Regions from separate parts of the Mus musculus genome. Here region 1 is linked to region 2. A link is a contact called in public HiChIP or PLAC-seq data. All regions are on one chromosome and are shown on one strand. Each heading gives the region's core, a stretch centred on a gene start, on an enhancer-like site or on the middle of the called end of the contact. The rest is flanking DNA. Distances are from core to core; before and after follow the strand shown. Region 1 has its middle 39 kb from the start of D130040H23Rik. Region 2 holds the start of Zfp930 (zinc finger protein 930).

Region 1 (7,175 bases), core at 1,174-3,673, 100 kb before region 2:
ATTTGAGGAGAATTGGTATTAGCTTTTAAATCACCGGAGATGGGTAAAATAAGATTTTCAATTAGAAAATCAAATTTAAACAATGTCTTTCCACAAATCCAGCCCTACAGAGGATACTTCAAGTAAAACTAAAGCACAACGGCGTTTAAAAAAACCTAAGAAAACACAGGAAAAAACTAATTTCACCTCACCAAAAGCACACATATCGCATGTGTGTGCATGCACACACACACATCCATACACTATAACAGTGGGAGAGTTCAATATCCCACTCTCACCAATGGACAAGTCATCTAGAGACACTAAACAGAGAGACTCAACAGAGAAATAATGAAACTAAGAGATATTATGAATCAAATGGACGTAATAGATATCTACAAAACATTTCTTCCAAAGTCAATAATATTCCTTCTTCTTTACAGCTCATGCAGTCTTCTCCAAAATTAATAATATACCTGGCCACAAAGCCAGTCTTGGCACATACAAGAAAATTGAAATACCCTTTGTATGTTTTCAGACCACCATTGAATAAAGCTGGACTTCAACAACAGAAATGACAGAAAGCCTACACAGTTGTGGAAACAGAAAAACCTGTGTGTTCCTTGACCACTGGACTAAGGAAGAAGAAAGAAATTGACTTTCTAGAATTCACTGACAATGAAAGCCCAGCTAAGAGGAAAGTTTGTAGCACTATGTGGCTTTATAAAGAATTTGGAGAGATCCCATACTAGCAATTTAATAACACACCTGAAAGCTCTGGAAAACAAAAAAAAGAATAAGTACACCCAGTAGGAATAGAGAGCAGGAAATAATTAAGCTCAGGGCTGAAGTCAATACATTAAAAACAAAAAACAATAAAAAGAATCAATGAAACCAAGAGGTAGTTCTTTGAGGAAATCATCAAGGTAGAGAAACCTTTAGTCAAACCAACTGAAAGTCAGAGAGACAATATCCAAACTACTAAAATCATAAATGAAAATGGGGACATAATGATAGACACTGAGGAAATCCAAAGCATCATTAGGGCATACTTCCAAAACCTACAATGTACAGAACTGGGAAATGTAAATGAAGTGAATAACTTTCTCGATAGATATCACTTACCAAAGCAAAATCATGATCAGGTAAATGAAGTGAAAGTTTGCAGATATGTCATGTGAGGCAGACTATGTGGTCTTTTATTGAGGCAAGACCCATAGGAGGAAAAGTGATGTTTGGTTAGAATATAAATAGGACTCTAGGGACAGTGATGGCATAATTGCATAGCTAGCTTTGCAATATTCTGTTGGTCTCCCATCTTCACTGATGTTCTCTTTGTTGAGAGAAGCTTGGCAGAAAAGTTCTGGCTTCCAGCTGATTCTGATCAACATAGCTGACTCATGCTGATTGGTTGGAGTCCTGGCTATTTCCGCTGGATCCTGCCACTGCTACTGATTTGTTTTTGGTATCGGGACACTACTGACAGGACTGCTGGTATCCTGACAACGGGAGATTTAAATCACCTCAAAAAAACAAAAAACAAACAAACAAACAAAAAACCCTGCTTCTAAATAGGTCCACATCCCCTTGTCCTATTTAACATCTTTTCCCCCCTACCTTTGGGTGACAGGCTAGAAAGTAAGCTGCAGCATTTAAACACTCTTATTAAAAGTAGGTTTTAAACATATAAGCCTTCGGGCAAACAATTTAATCAGACCCATACATAAGGAAATAGAAGCTATCATTAAAAGTCTTTTGCCAAAAAAGGCCCAGTACCTGATGATTTTAGCACAGAATTCTGTCAGAGCTTTAAAGAAGAACTAATTCTAATATTCATCAAATTATTCCACAAGATAGAAAAAGAAGGTTCATTGCCAAACTCATTCTATGAGGTCAATCAGTATCTTATTGATGGCATTTTCTCTCCTAGGAAGGGCCTCTTCTTTTTCCAAGCCTTTTCCAGTTAGTTTTACCTTTTTAAAAGGTAAATTATTTGTATCACTTTTAAAATAATGATCATTAAATGCATCACTTCTATAATCTCTATTTGTTTCTACTTTCCAATGTTTTCTGGTCATTAATAATTTTATTCCATTTTTCTCAAGTGCTATTTGTTTCTTTTTTCTGTTTAGAGCAATGCCTCCTGTAGACCAGGCTTACCTCACACTATGCAATTGCAAATTGCATTGAACACCGAAATCGGCCTCTGTTGCCTAGGGCTTGAAAGACTGTCCTGCAACTCCTTTCAGGCTGGTCAGAAGGAAAAGAGACCAGTGAATGATTGTTCTTTGACCTCCCTGACTTTTATTTTGGAATTACAAATGATGAGGGGGCCGGGCCACCTTTGGCCTGAAGTCAGGGGACAGTCCCACGGTCTCCAAAGGACTCTCCACCCCACAGGCACCCTGGCAAGCCCAGGAACTTAGGATCACTGCTGGTGAGTGGAACACAACATCTGTTTCAACAGAACCGGTAGTGCCTAGGGCCAACTGGAGCATGGACACAGGAACCCCACCCGACCAGTGGCTCAGGTTCCTTCCAGTTGGTGCTGGTCTACCTTGGTTTCGAACTCAGCAGACAGCCCCATGGTCCCCAGAGGAGGTACCACTTCCAGGAGCTCTAACACGCCCCGGATCTTAGGATCCCAGGTTCCCAGGAGCTTGGTCACACCAGGATCTCAGGTCTCAGAGGAAGCATGGCTGCCAAGAATTCTGATACACCCAGAATCTCAGCATCACAGGATCCCAGAATCACAGGATCATAAAGAAAGCTGGACTCTGAGACGTTCTGACTCAACTGGGGTTACAGGAAGGACAGGTTCCAATCAGATATATTGAGGGCAGGGAGCAGTTGAGATAATCAGATGGTGGGGAGGGAAGCATAAGAACAGAAGCAACAGAAACCAAGGTTACTTGGCATCATCAGAACCCAATTCTCCCACCATGGCAAGTCCTAAATACACCATCACATCAGAAAAGCAAGATATGGATCTAAAGTCACTTCTTATGATGATGATGGAGGACTATAAGAAGGACATAAATAACTCTCTTAAAGAAATACAGGACAACATATCCAAACAGGTGAAGGAATTGAACAAAACCATCTGGGATCTAAAAATGGAAGTAAAAACAATAAAGAAATCACAAAGGGAGAAAACTCTGGAAATAGAAAAATCTAGGAAAGAAGTCAGAAGCCATAGATGCAAACATAATAAACAGAATACAACAGATAGAAGAGAGAATCTCATGTGCAGAAGATACCATAGAAAACATTGACACAACAGTCAAAGAAAATGGGAAATGCAAAAAGATACTAACCCAAAACATCCAGGAAATCCAGGACACAATGAGAAGACCAAACTTAAGGATAATAGGTATAAACGAGAAGGAAGATTTCCAACGTAAAGGGCCAGTAAATATCTTCAACAAAATTGTAGAAGAAAACTTACCCAACCTAAAGAAAGAGATGTCCATGAACATACAAGAAGTCGTCTAAAAAACTTCAAATAGTTTGGACCAGAAAAGAAATTCCTCCAGTCATATAATAATCAAAACACCAAATGCACAAAACAAAGAAAGAATATTAAAAGCATTAAGGGAAAAAGATCAAGTAAAAAGGGAAAAAGGGCAAATAAAGGCACACCTATCAGAAGTACACCAGACTTCTCCCCAGAGACTATGAAAGCCAGAAGGATCCTGGGCAGATGTCATACAGACCCTAAGACAGAACAAATGCCAGCCCAGGTTACTGTTCCCATCAAAATTCTCAATTACCATAGATGGAGAAACCAAGATAATCCATGACAAAAAAAATGCACAATATCTTTCCACAAATCCAGCCCTTCAAATAATAATAAAGGGAAAAGTACAACACAAGGAGGGAAACTATGCCCTAGAAAAAGCAAGAAAGTAATCCTTCAGCAAACCTAAAGAAAGAGAGTCACATGAACAAAAATTCCAACTCTAACTACAAAAATATCAGGAAGCAACAATTACTTTTCCTTAATATCTCTTAATATCAATGAACTAAATTCCCCAATTAAAAAAATAGACTAACAGACTGGTTACATAAACATTTTGCTGCATACAGAAAACCCAGCTCAGTGACAAAGACAGACACTACCTCAGAGTAAAAGGCTGGAAAACAATTTTCCAAGCAAAGAGTCCCAAGAAACAAGCTGGAGTAGCCATTCTAATATCAAATAAAATCGACATTCATACTAAAGATATCCACAAAAAGGTAAGGAGGGACACTTCATACTCATAAAAGGTAAAATTTACCAAGGTGAACTCTCGATTCTGAATATCTATGCTCCAAATGCAAGGGCATTCGCATTCATGAAAGGAACTTTAGTAAAGCTCAAAACACACATTGCATCACAAACAATAATAGTGGGAGACTTGAACATACCACTCTCATCAATGGACAGATCTGGGAAACAGAAACTAAACAGAGACACAGTGAAACTAACATAAGTTATGAAACAAATGGATTTAATTAATATCTACAGAACATTTTATCCTAAAACAAAAGGATATACCCTTTTCTCAGCACCTCATGGTATCTTCTCCAAAATTGACCATATAATTGTTCACAAAACAGGCCTTAACAGATACAAAAATATTGAAATAATACCATGCATCCTATCAGATCACCATGGACTTAGGCTGATCTTCAATAACAACATAAATAATAGAAAGCACATATACATATGGAAAGTTAACAACACTCTACTCAATAACTTGGTAATGGAAGAAATAAAGACATTAAAGATTTTTTAGACTTTTATGAAAATGAAGCCACAACATATCCAAACTTATGGGACACAATGAAAGCAGTCCTAAGAGGAAACCTCATAGCTCTGAGTGCCTCCAAAAACAATCTGGAGAGAGCATACATGAGCAGCTTGACAGCACACCTAAAAGCCCTAGAACAAAAGTAAGCAATTTTACCCAAGAGGAGTAGATGGCAGGAAATAATCAAATTCAGGGATGAAATCAACCAAATAGAAAAAAAAAAAAGAACAATACAAAGAATTAACCAAACCAGGAGCTGGTTCTTTGAGAAAATCAACAAAATAGATAAATCCTTAGCCAAACTAACTAGAGGGCACAAGGACAATGTACTAATTAACAAAATCAGAAATAGAAAGGGAGACATAACAACAGAATCTGAAGAAATCTAAAAAAGTCATCAGATCCTACTACAAAAGCCTATACTTAACACAACTGGAAAACCTGGATGAAATAGAAAATTTTCTATACGATACCACTTACCAAAGTTAAAACAGGATCAGATTAACAGCCTAAACAGTCCCATGTCCCCTAGATAAATAGAAACAGTCATTAATAGTCTCCCAACTAAAAAAAAATGCAGTACATGATGGATTTAATGCAGAGTTCTATCAGACTTTTAAAGAAGACCTAATTCCAATACTCTTCAAACTATTCCACAAAATAGAAACACAAGGTACTCCACCCAATTCCGTTCTATGAAGCCACAATTATTCTGATACCTAAACCATACAAAGGCCCAACAAAGAAAGAGAACTTCACATCAATTTCTCTTATGAATATCGATGCAAAAATACTCAATAAAATTCTCGCAAATTGATTCCAAAAACACATCAAAATGATCATCCATCATGATCAAGTAGGCTTCATTCCAGGGATGCAGGGAAGGTTCAATATATGGAAATCCATCAATGTAATCCACTATATAAACAAACTCAAAGAAAAAAAAACCACATGATTATTTCATTAGATGCTGAGAAAGCATTTGACAAAATCCAACACCCCTTCACAATAAAGTCTTGGAAAGATCAGGACTTCAAGGCCCATACCTAAACATAATAAAAGCAATATACACCAAACCGGTAGCCAACTTCAAACTAAATGGAGAGAAACTTGAAGCAATCCAACTAAAATCAGGGACTAGACAAGGCTGCCCACTCCCTCCCTACCTATTCAATATAGTACTTGAAGTCCTAGCCAGAGCAATTAGAAAATAAAAGGGGGTCAAAAAAAAATACTAACTGGAAGGGAAGAAGTCACAATATCACTATTTGCATATGATGATAGTACATATAAGTGATATCCTTTAAATTAGCCACAAATACTGAAAATTTAGTGTAACTCTAATCAAGCAAGTGAAAGATCTATATGAAAAGAACTTGAAGTTGCTGAAGGAAGAAATACAGGAAAATATCAAAAGATGGTAGATCTCTTATGCTCATAGATCAGTAGGATTATCATAGTGAAAATAGCCATCTTCCCAAAAGCAATCTTACAGATTCAATTCAATTTCCATCAAAATTCCAATAGAATTCTTTACAGACCTTAAAAAATCAATTCTTATCTTCATACAGAAGAACAAAATACCCAGGATAGCTGAAATAATCCTGAAAAATAAAAGAATATCTGTGGGTATCACCATTCCTGACCTCAAGCTCTACTACAAAGCAATAGTAATAAAAACTGTATGATACTGGTACAGGAACAGACAGGTTGATCAATGGAATTGAATCAAAGATCCTGAAATAAACCTACATACCTATGGACATTTGATTTTTATTATTATTTTTTTTTTTACAAAGAAGGTAAACCATACCATGGAAAAAAGAAAACACCATTAACAAATGGTGCTGGTCTAACTGGATATCAGCATGTAGAAGAATGAAAATAGATCAATATGTATCACCCGGCACAAAACTCAAGTCCAAGTGGATGAAAGACCTCAATGTGAAACCAAATACACTAAATCTAATATAACAGAAAGTGGGAAATAGCCTTCAACTCATTGATACAGGAGACAACTACCAGAACTCAGGCTCCTAGATCAACAATTGGTAAGTGAGACCTCATAAAACTGAAAAGCTTCTGTAAGGCAAAAGACACAGTCAATAGGACAAAACAGCAGTCTACAGATCTGGAAAGGATGTTCACAACCCTTACATCTGAAAGAGGGTATCCATAATTATAAAAAACTGAAAAGTTAGACACCATTGAACCAAATAACCAATTTTTTAAAAAGTGGGGTACAAAGCTAAGTACAGAATTCTCAACAGGGGAATCCAGAATGGCTGACAAGCGCTTAAAGGACCTTAGTCATCAGGGAAATGCAAATCAAAACAACCCTAAGATTCCCTTCTTACACCCATCCGAATGGCTAAGATCAAAAACTCAAGGAGCAGCACG
Region 2 (7,096 bases), core at 1,109-3,608:
GCTCTAATATATTTTAACTTTTTTTTTCTATTCTATTTCACAAATCACAGGCTGTGTAGACACAAAGACCACTAGCAAGTGTCGGGAACTGCTTTAATTTTCTTTTTAAAAGCAAATAAAGTTATGGATCTGAGGGAGGGGCAGGGAGAATTAATAATTGACCTTGCTCCTGTACACAATATTAGCTGCTGGGGTCTGTAACCTGACACACTCAGCTACAGGCAGTGAGGGCCTATATCTCAAACCTCTGAGCTGGCTTAACTATTTCAACCAGGATTGCACATATCTGCATAGGAGAGTTCCTTAGCTGGAAATTCGATATCAACTGGCTCAAGGTAACCTCCCCAAATTGTACACCCACCAATCTGATCTGTCTTCGTTCACATGGCATGAATCAATACATGTCGAAAAATTACAAAACCACCCTCCTACTTCAATCAGGACCTTCTTCATAATGGGACTACTGGAGCTGACTGCCTTAAACTTCAGTCTGTGATCTAGCTATTGCCTTCCCCATTTCCCCCTGCACTGTATACAATAAACTGTTGCTCCTATTTTGGTCTGAAAGTAGAGACCATGCTCCACACACAAATCCTTTTACTACTGCTTAAATGATTCTTGTGGTCTAAGTGACTCAAATTGGTCATTTTAAAACTCTATGATGGTATAACCCCTTAATTTAAGAATTTTAGAATTTTAATTTTAGTCAAGTGGACAGCAAGATATATACCCTGTGGACATATAGACTTGTCTGTATCTAGGGTCAAGGCTACCTGAAACAATGTAACAGACAGAGCCTCAGAAACATTTTTCTGCAGGAGGTACAGGTGTTCTAGAATTAATGTGTCTGCCCAGAGAGAAATAACTTGATGAACGTAAGGTATTAATGAAGAAAAATTCTTGAAGAATAGCATGCATACAGCACTGGCTGGTGCTCAAAGAGGAGCCAGCCTAGGACACATTTTCCATCCTACATATGCTGCGTCAGGCCCCAGGTTACACGCTGAACAATTCACATAGAGACAGGAGAGTCCAATTTTAAGTTGCTAAGTGGTTACTTAGGCAGAAGAGAGGCTTACACAACAAAGTATTCCCAGGACTATTTCTTAAGTACACCAGTATCCTGGAACAGTAGACCATTCTTCAGTGTCAGGGTCCCTAGGTGAATATGCCAGACTGAGAAAGATTATAAAAGTATAAAGGAGAAAAGATAAAAGCTGGGGTGGGAAATCATAGAGAGCACACTAAGAAGTTAGAAGAGGACTGAGCTGGGTGTTAAGCTGAGGAGCAGCTAGCTCAGGTCAGCTCTCCAGCTCAGGTCAGCGCTGTGTGTAGCAGATAATGTAGTAATGATGTGACGGCTCCTTATAACTAATAAACGCAGAGGCCCACAGCAGGCAGGCCGAGATCTTGATGCTGCTACAGTGAAGACCATACTGCTGTCTGGCTTGCTAACAAAAGGACAACTGGCTGCATCTATATAAGAGGATCCATAGAAAGCAGCCACTGCCTAAGAAGAAAACAGGACTTTTATGGCACACCAGGCCTTAATGTTGGTTACATGACCCTACCTGCTCCTTTGAGCAGCTTCTTGGTCTCCTGCCACTTCTTAAGGGCATCGGTCTAGCGGCTGTTTAAGATCAGGGTTGTCTCCTTCCTTATGGTTGGAGCCAAATGTCTAGACAATCCTGGTGAACAAACATGCGTATCTAGCACTTCATCTCTTACAGACCTCATTAATACACTATATCTTTGGGTGTTTCAGAGGCAGCCCACCTTTAGCTAAACTCTACTCTGTGTGACTTATTCTCTCCGAAGCATTGGTAAATCCTTTGCATTATCATCTCAGCAAAATAGTGGAGTGCTACCAACACATAAGATTCCATGCACAATACCCACAAAATTAACTCCAAATGTGAAATCCGAAGAACAGAAATTCTAGAGATGCTAGCTAAACTAAAACGGCAACCTGCCGTCCTCTGATGCACAAGAAGCACGGTGATGTTGGCTACAAAGATGTTTCTACGCACACACCATGTCCCCAAAGCTCTACACAGACGCTGCCCACAGGGTGAAGTTCTTCAGAGGTCACCACTTTGGTACAGGGAACTACAGAGACCGCATGGGACTTCATACAACTCCACATCTGGCCCACTAGCTTCCATCCAGTCCAAGGGTAGCCTACCAAAAGGGATGCCGAGGCTCAGCAGCCCACTTCTCCCAAGACTGCGGTCCCTTGCTCACCATAGCGTGGCTTCCAAGCTCGCGTGCACCCCTCACAGATCCTGTTACACGCAAAGAACCGCTTGCATTTTCCCAGCTTCGGAACGGAGCCTGGAGCCTGGCGCCCGGAAGAGCCCGCCTCCCCGATGACGCTCCGACTGCAGGTTCTCATTGGCTGATGAGGCCTGAGTGACAAGAGTCCCTCCTTTGGCGTTGGAGTTTAAGGAACAGCACAGAACAGTATTTCCTGTTGCAGATATTTGCATTTCAGGAGTCCTTGCTCTTGACCTGAGGTAGCTTCACTTCTATCTTTCCTTGCGTGGTAGGCACTTTCCCCTTTTCCTCCTTGACACAAGGTAGCTAGTTTAAATAGCACATTACAAAATGTGGAGTGGAGTGTTTCTCCTGTCCCACAAGTGGAAGGGTGCCCACGATATTAATAATTAAGGAGATTTTAGAAAACAAATGTTTGTTCTGTGGGTTCACGGTGAGGTCAGGTGAGCTACAGCTACGTTCTACCTGGCTGGCAAAGGTACACTGGACAATCCTGAGAGAAAACCTGGAACCACATCACAAACACAATGAAATGTGTTTCTCCCACAAGAAGGCTGGATGGTGGATCCATCCCTATAGGAGTTTTCTTCCTGAAATTCAGGTCTATCTCTTGACAAATTAACACTAATGATAAGTGTAGTCTCCACGGTAACTTGAATAATTAGAAAGAAATGGTTCGAGGAAGAATGTTGTTTATGAACACTATTCCTAACATTTTTCTGAGTTAAGGTGAGAAAACGCAGCTGTATTAGTCAAGGTTCTCTAGATGAACAGAAATGATAAAAATGAGCGTCTCTTTCCCTCTCTGTATGTAGAAAGGGGATTTATTAAAACGGCTCGCAGGCTGTGGTCCAGCTAGACCAACAAGTGCTGTCTAGCAACTAAAATTGGAAGAATCCAGTAGTTCAGTCCATGAGGCTGCGTGTCTAAGCTGGGCTTCACTGTATACCACATTTTCAAAGAAGGAGGCTCTAAAGGAATGAACTTGCTAACCAAAGATAGGGCAGAGAGAGAGAGAGAGAGAAAGAGAGAGAGAGAGAGCTTCTTTCTTCTCTATTTATGTGGACTGTCACCAGAAGGTGTGGCCCAGATTAAAGGTGGATCTTATCGCCTCAAAAGACCCAGAAGCGTCTTCCCACTTCATAAGTTTTAATTAAGAAAAATCTCTCACAGGTATATGCAACTTTTTGGGTCTTAGTTAATTTGTAGTCAGTTTGTCTACCAAGAATAGCCATCATAACAGACAAGACAGAAAAACTTGGAAATATTTCTTACCAGCAGAAAGCAGGGAAATCATTTAACAAAAATAAAAGACAGGAAGCATGGGGGTTTTCTTTAGAGAGCCTGGACACATTCGCGTAGAGTTCTGCCTGATTTGGTGGTGTTCTTAGCTCAGCGTTGGACAGGAACATATACAATTTATTTTAAAAGACAGAAGGAAATGTCTCTGGCACGTTCATCTTGTACCTCAAGGTCATAATTGAAACTCATATGTTAATTGAACCCAGGGAGAATAAGACCACTACCACGATTTTGAGACAACTTGAACCACCTAAGAGCTGGCCATCAACTGGATCCTAAGTGCTGTAAGGAAACCAGACCTGAATCCACTTCTAGTGCCTCTTTTAAGTAGTAAAATCACAAGCTTCTGCCAAACAGGTTTACAGAAAACAGACAATGAGACAATAAGAAAATACAGGAATAAACAACCAAAGGAACAAAAATGTGGTCACCATAGAGGGTCAGGTATGTTCAGGATGTTCTCAGAAATATGAAGAGGCCAGGGGTCAAGCAGATCAGGCTCCAAGAAAAAGACTTAAATAGAGCAAATCAGTAAATGGGGTATTTTGAGCAATACAGCATAATGGCTCCTGCCTTCAAACTGAAGTCAGGTAGGTTCCTCACAAGTAAATGACACTGTGAATGTAGCTTACTTAGGAGCCAATACTACCTGTTAATTATGGCCAATACTACCTATTAATTATGATGTATGCTCTTAAAGGCAGATATATCAATGCAACAATTCTCGCAAACATACAGGAAAAGTCACCTATTTGCACAGTAGACGTACTTAGATGAACAGCTATGCTGAGCTATTCTATGCTCAGAAGAGCATTCTATGCTTTTGCCTCTGAGCAGGCTGGCTCAGAGGAAGGCCACAGCTGCTTCCATGCAGGACCAGAAAGAGTTCATTTTAACTAACCCTAGCTGCTGTCTGTCTTAGGACTGTGACAACACCAAAGAGTATGTTGAGTATTTTTCTTCATAAATGAATGGGGAGAGATTTTAGACATTAATTGGTATCCACATCACTGAAATAGCACGTCAAGGCACTGGAGAGATGGCTCAACAGTTTAGAGAGGTGGCTGCTCTTCTAGAGGATCCAGGTTTAATCCTTCTTTTTCTACCCTTTATTTTATATTTTAGTTACCTGGGTATCTGCCTAGTTGTGTCTGTACGCAGTACCGGCAGCATCCAGAAGAGGGCAGAAGATACCAACCATTGGAGTCACAGCACATTGTTAGCTACCATGTGTTACGGAAATGGAACCTGGGTCCTCTGGACAGCACTCAGTGCTCTTATCTGCTGAGCCAACTCTCCAGCCCCTCTTCTTTGAATTTAAGGTTTACTTTTGTACTTGTTCATTGAAATATATTGCATCTCATACACCCTTCCTTGTCCTCCCTCCTTCCCTTCCCAAATTCTTCCTTGTCATGCATGAGTAAGTACACTCTTAATATATGACTACAACCTGCTGAGTCTGTTGTTGTTGTTGTTGTTTGTTTGTTTGTTGTTTATTGTGTGTATATAGTTTCAGGAATGATTACATTGCATTAAGTGGCCAACTAGGGAGCGTATTCCTGCCTCAGGCAGATTCTCTGACTTACAGATGAATTGAACTGTTTAATGAACAGTGGGAGTCTAACCCCTCTAATGACCTAGGCTGTCTTGGACAGCAAGTATTATAAAGATTAGAAACCTAGGGATGGGAAAATACACGAGCAGTTGAGAACACTGCCGATTTTCTGAGGGCACCCAGGTTTCCTTCCCAGCACACTCAGCAGCTCACATCTATCCCTAACTCCAGCTTCAAGGAATCTGAAAAAATCTGTTCACCTCCTAGGCAGCCATAAATTCACCAAGCAGGAATGAGGCAAAGTCACATAAACAGGCAAAACTCCCATATACATGAAATACAAGTGAAATACTTTTTCTTAAAATGAAGAAAAAGAGGAAGGGGTGAGGGGAGACACCTGGCACCATAAAGCTTATTTTTTTCAAGCTTGGTGTGGTTTTGCATTCCTTTAATCCCAGCAAGCAGGTCACAGAGGCAGAAAAATTACTGTAATTTTGAGGAAAGCCTGTGCTATATAACACTCACACACAAACACACACACACACACAAGGAAAGAAGAACAAAACTAAATAATAGAGGAAAAGGAGCATGGGGGAATTGGGAGAGTGTAAGACCTCTGCTCTAGAGCTACAGTTAAAACACACCCCTTCCTGGGTTCCTCTACTTGGAAGGGGAGATTTTTCTGTGTTCTGATCTTCCACAGAACACTTCTGTATAGTTACCTTTCTCTTGCTATTATAAAACTCAACCAGGACCAAGCCAATTTATAAAAGAAAGTATTGGGCTTATAGATCCAGAGTCAGAGACGTTGCTCACATAATAAACACATAACAGCAGGAAGACCTGAGAGCTCACAGTTTGAACCTTAGGTATGAGGTAGAGAATACACTGGGCATGGCCAGAGGCATTCATAGCCAATAAGCCCAGCCCCATGATACACCTCCTTCAAAAAGGCCACACCTGTAATCCTTCCCTAAGAGTTCCACCAACTGGGAAACAAATAAGACTATGGAAGCCATTTTTTTTTTAATCAACACATCTTCCTTCAACTCTTAGATAGTGACAGAGATTTTGTAGCTGACCAAATTCTACCATAATCTTAAATGAGACTGTTATGTTTCCAACATACAATGCCACAGAATATTAGCCATACTTCTATCTACCAATGCTCTATTTTTGTGATGTTGTATGTAATAGTCTTACATTTAATCTTCAAAGCAAAGTTTCAGCATCATATCTATAGCCAGCCTGCACTCCTGAAGTGTGGTCCAACTTGTCAACCATTGCTTATCTTAGTTGTAACTTCTATTTAGGACTTCAAAGGGAAACCACGGGTATCACATCCTGTCTTATTGCTATATGTCCTGGGAAGATTATTTTTCCAAAGTGAAAATTTCAAGGTAATGTCAGACAATTATAACTTTGGTAGATTTGGGGTATACCTATCAACAGTGATTGCTACATAGGTTTATTTAGAAAAGAAACAATGTTACCAATTAAGGCAGATGTCAGAGTTTCCATTACAGAAAGAGAATTCTTTTATCTTTAATCTCAAGTCATCTCTCTCAACTATACAAATTAAATTTAACCAGTACAGTACTAAAATTCTCATGTGCCATATTCCAAGAGACAGTGTATGCTTTGCTAGGAAAAGAGGCGGCTCCAAAGAAAAGAAGTACCACATTTACCTCTCGTTTCCAAATGACTTCTATGAGTGCTCTGTGTGTGTGTGTGTGTGTGTGTGTGTCTGCAAGTACCAGACATGCATGCGGAGCATAGACATACATGCAGCCAAAACACATATAAACCTAAAATAAATTAGGAAAAAAACTGGGAAAAAAATTAGTTGTACTGGAGTTTAGTACAACCAGTCAGTGCATCAGAAAATGGTTATTATGTTGTGATCAGAATATAAAGAAAATTTCCCCATAAGTCAAGGTAGTGGGAATTGGCTTGATTTGC

The links. HiChIP or PLAC-seq counts read pairs in DNA pulled down with a chosen protein or histone mark.
Region 1: an H3K27ac HiChIP or PLAC-seq map of embryonic stem cells shows a contact between it and region 2, with 6 read pairs. The contact joins the enhancer-like site here to the promoter of Zfp930 in region 2. A contact is called at or near these places in 2 of 484 Hi-C or Micro-C datasets (embryonic stem cells and myeloid progenitors), 2 of 115 datasets of contacts at active chromatin or transcription factors (both in embryonic stem cells) and 1 of 9 other capture datasets (adipose tissue).

What each region holds. Positions count from the first base shown.
Region 1 is chr8:69,306,384-69,313,558 of GRCm38.p6, reverse strand. No RefSeq gene overlaps it. Among named protein-coding and RNA genes, the nearest start is that of D130040H23Rik, 39 kb to the right of the region's middle. Within about 2 kb of position 2,423, at least 3 of the 459 cell types and tissues checked have an H3K27ac peak or open chromatin away from gene starts, as enhancers often do. A contact at or near this core is called in embryonic stem cells, where this site is marked.
Region 2 is chr8:69,204,308-69,211,403 of GRCm38.p6, reverse strand. It overlaps Zfp930 (zinc finger protein 930), which reads right to left and starts at 2,358. Exons shown (of 4, transcript NM_001013379.2): 1 at 2,245-2,358. The coding sequence starts at 2,247. It overlaps Gm39188 (a long non-coding RNA gene), which reads left to right and starts at 2,407. Exons shown (of 2, transcript XR_870488.3): 1 at 2,407-2,545; 2 at 4,705-5,028.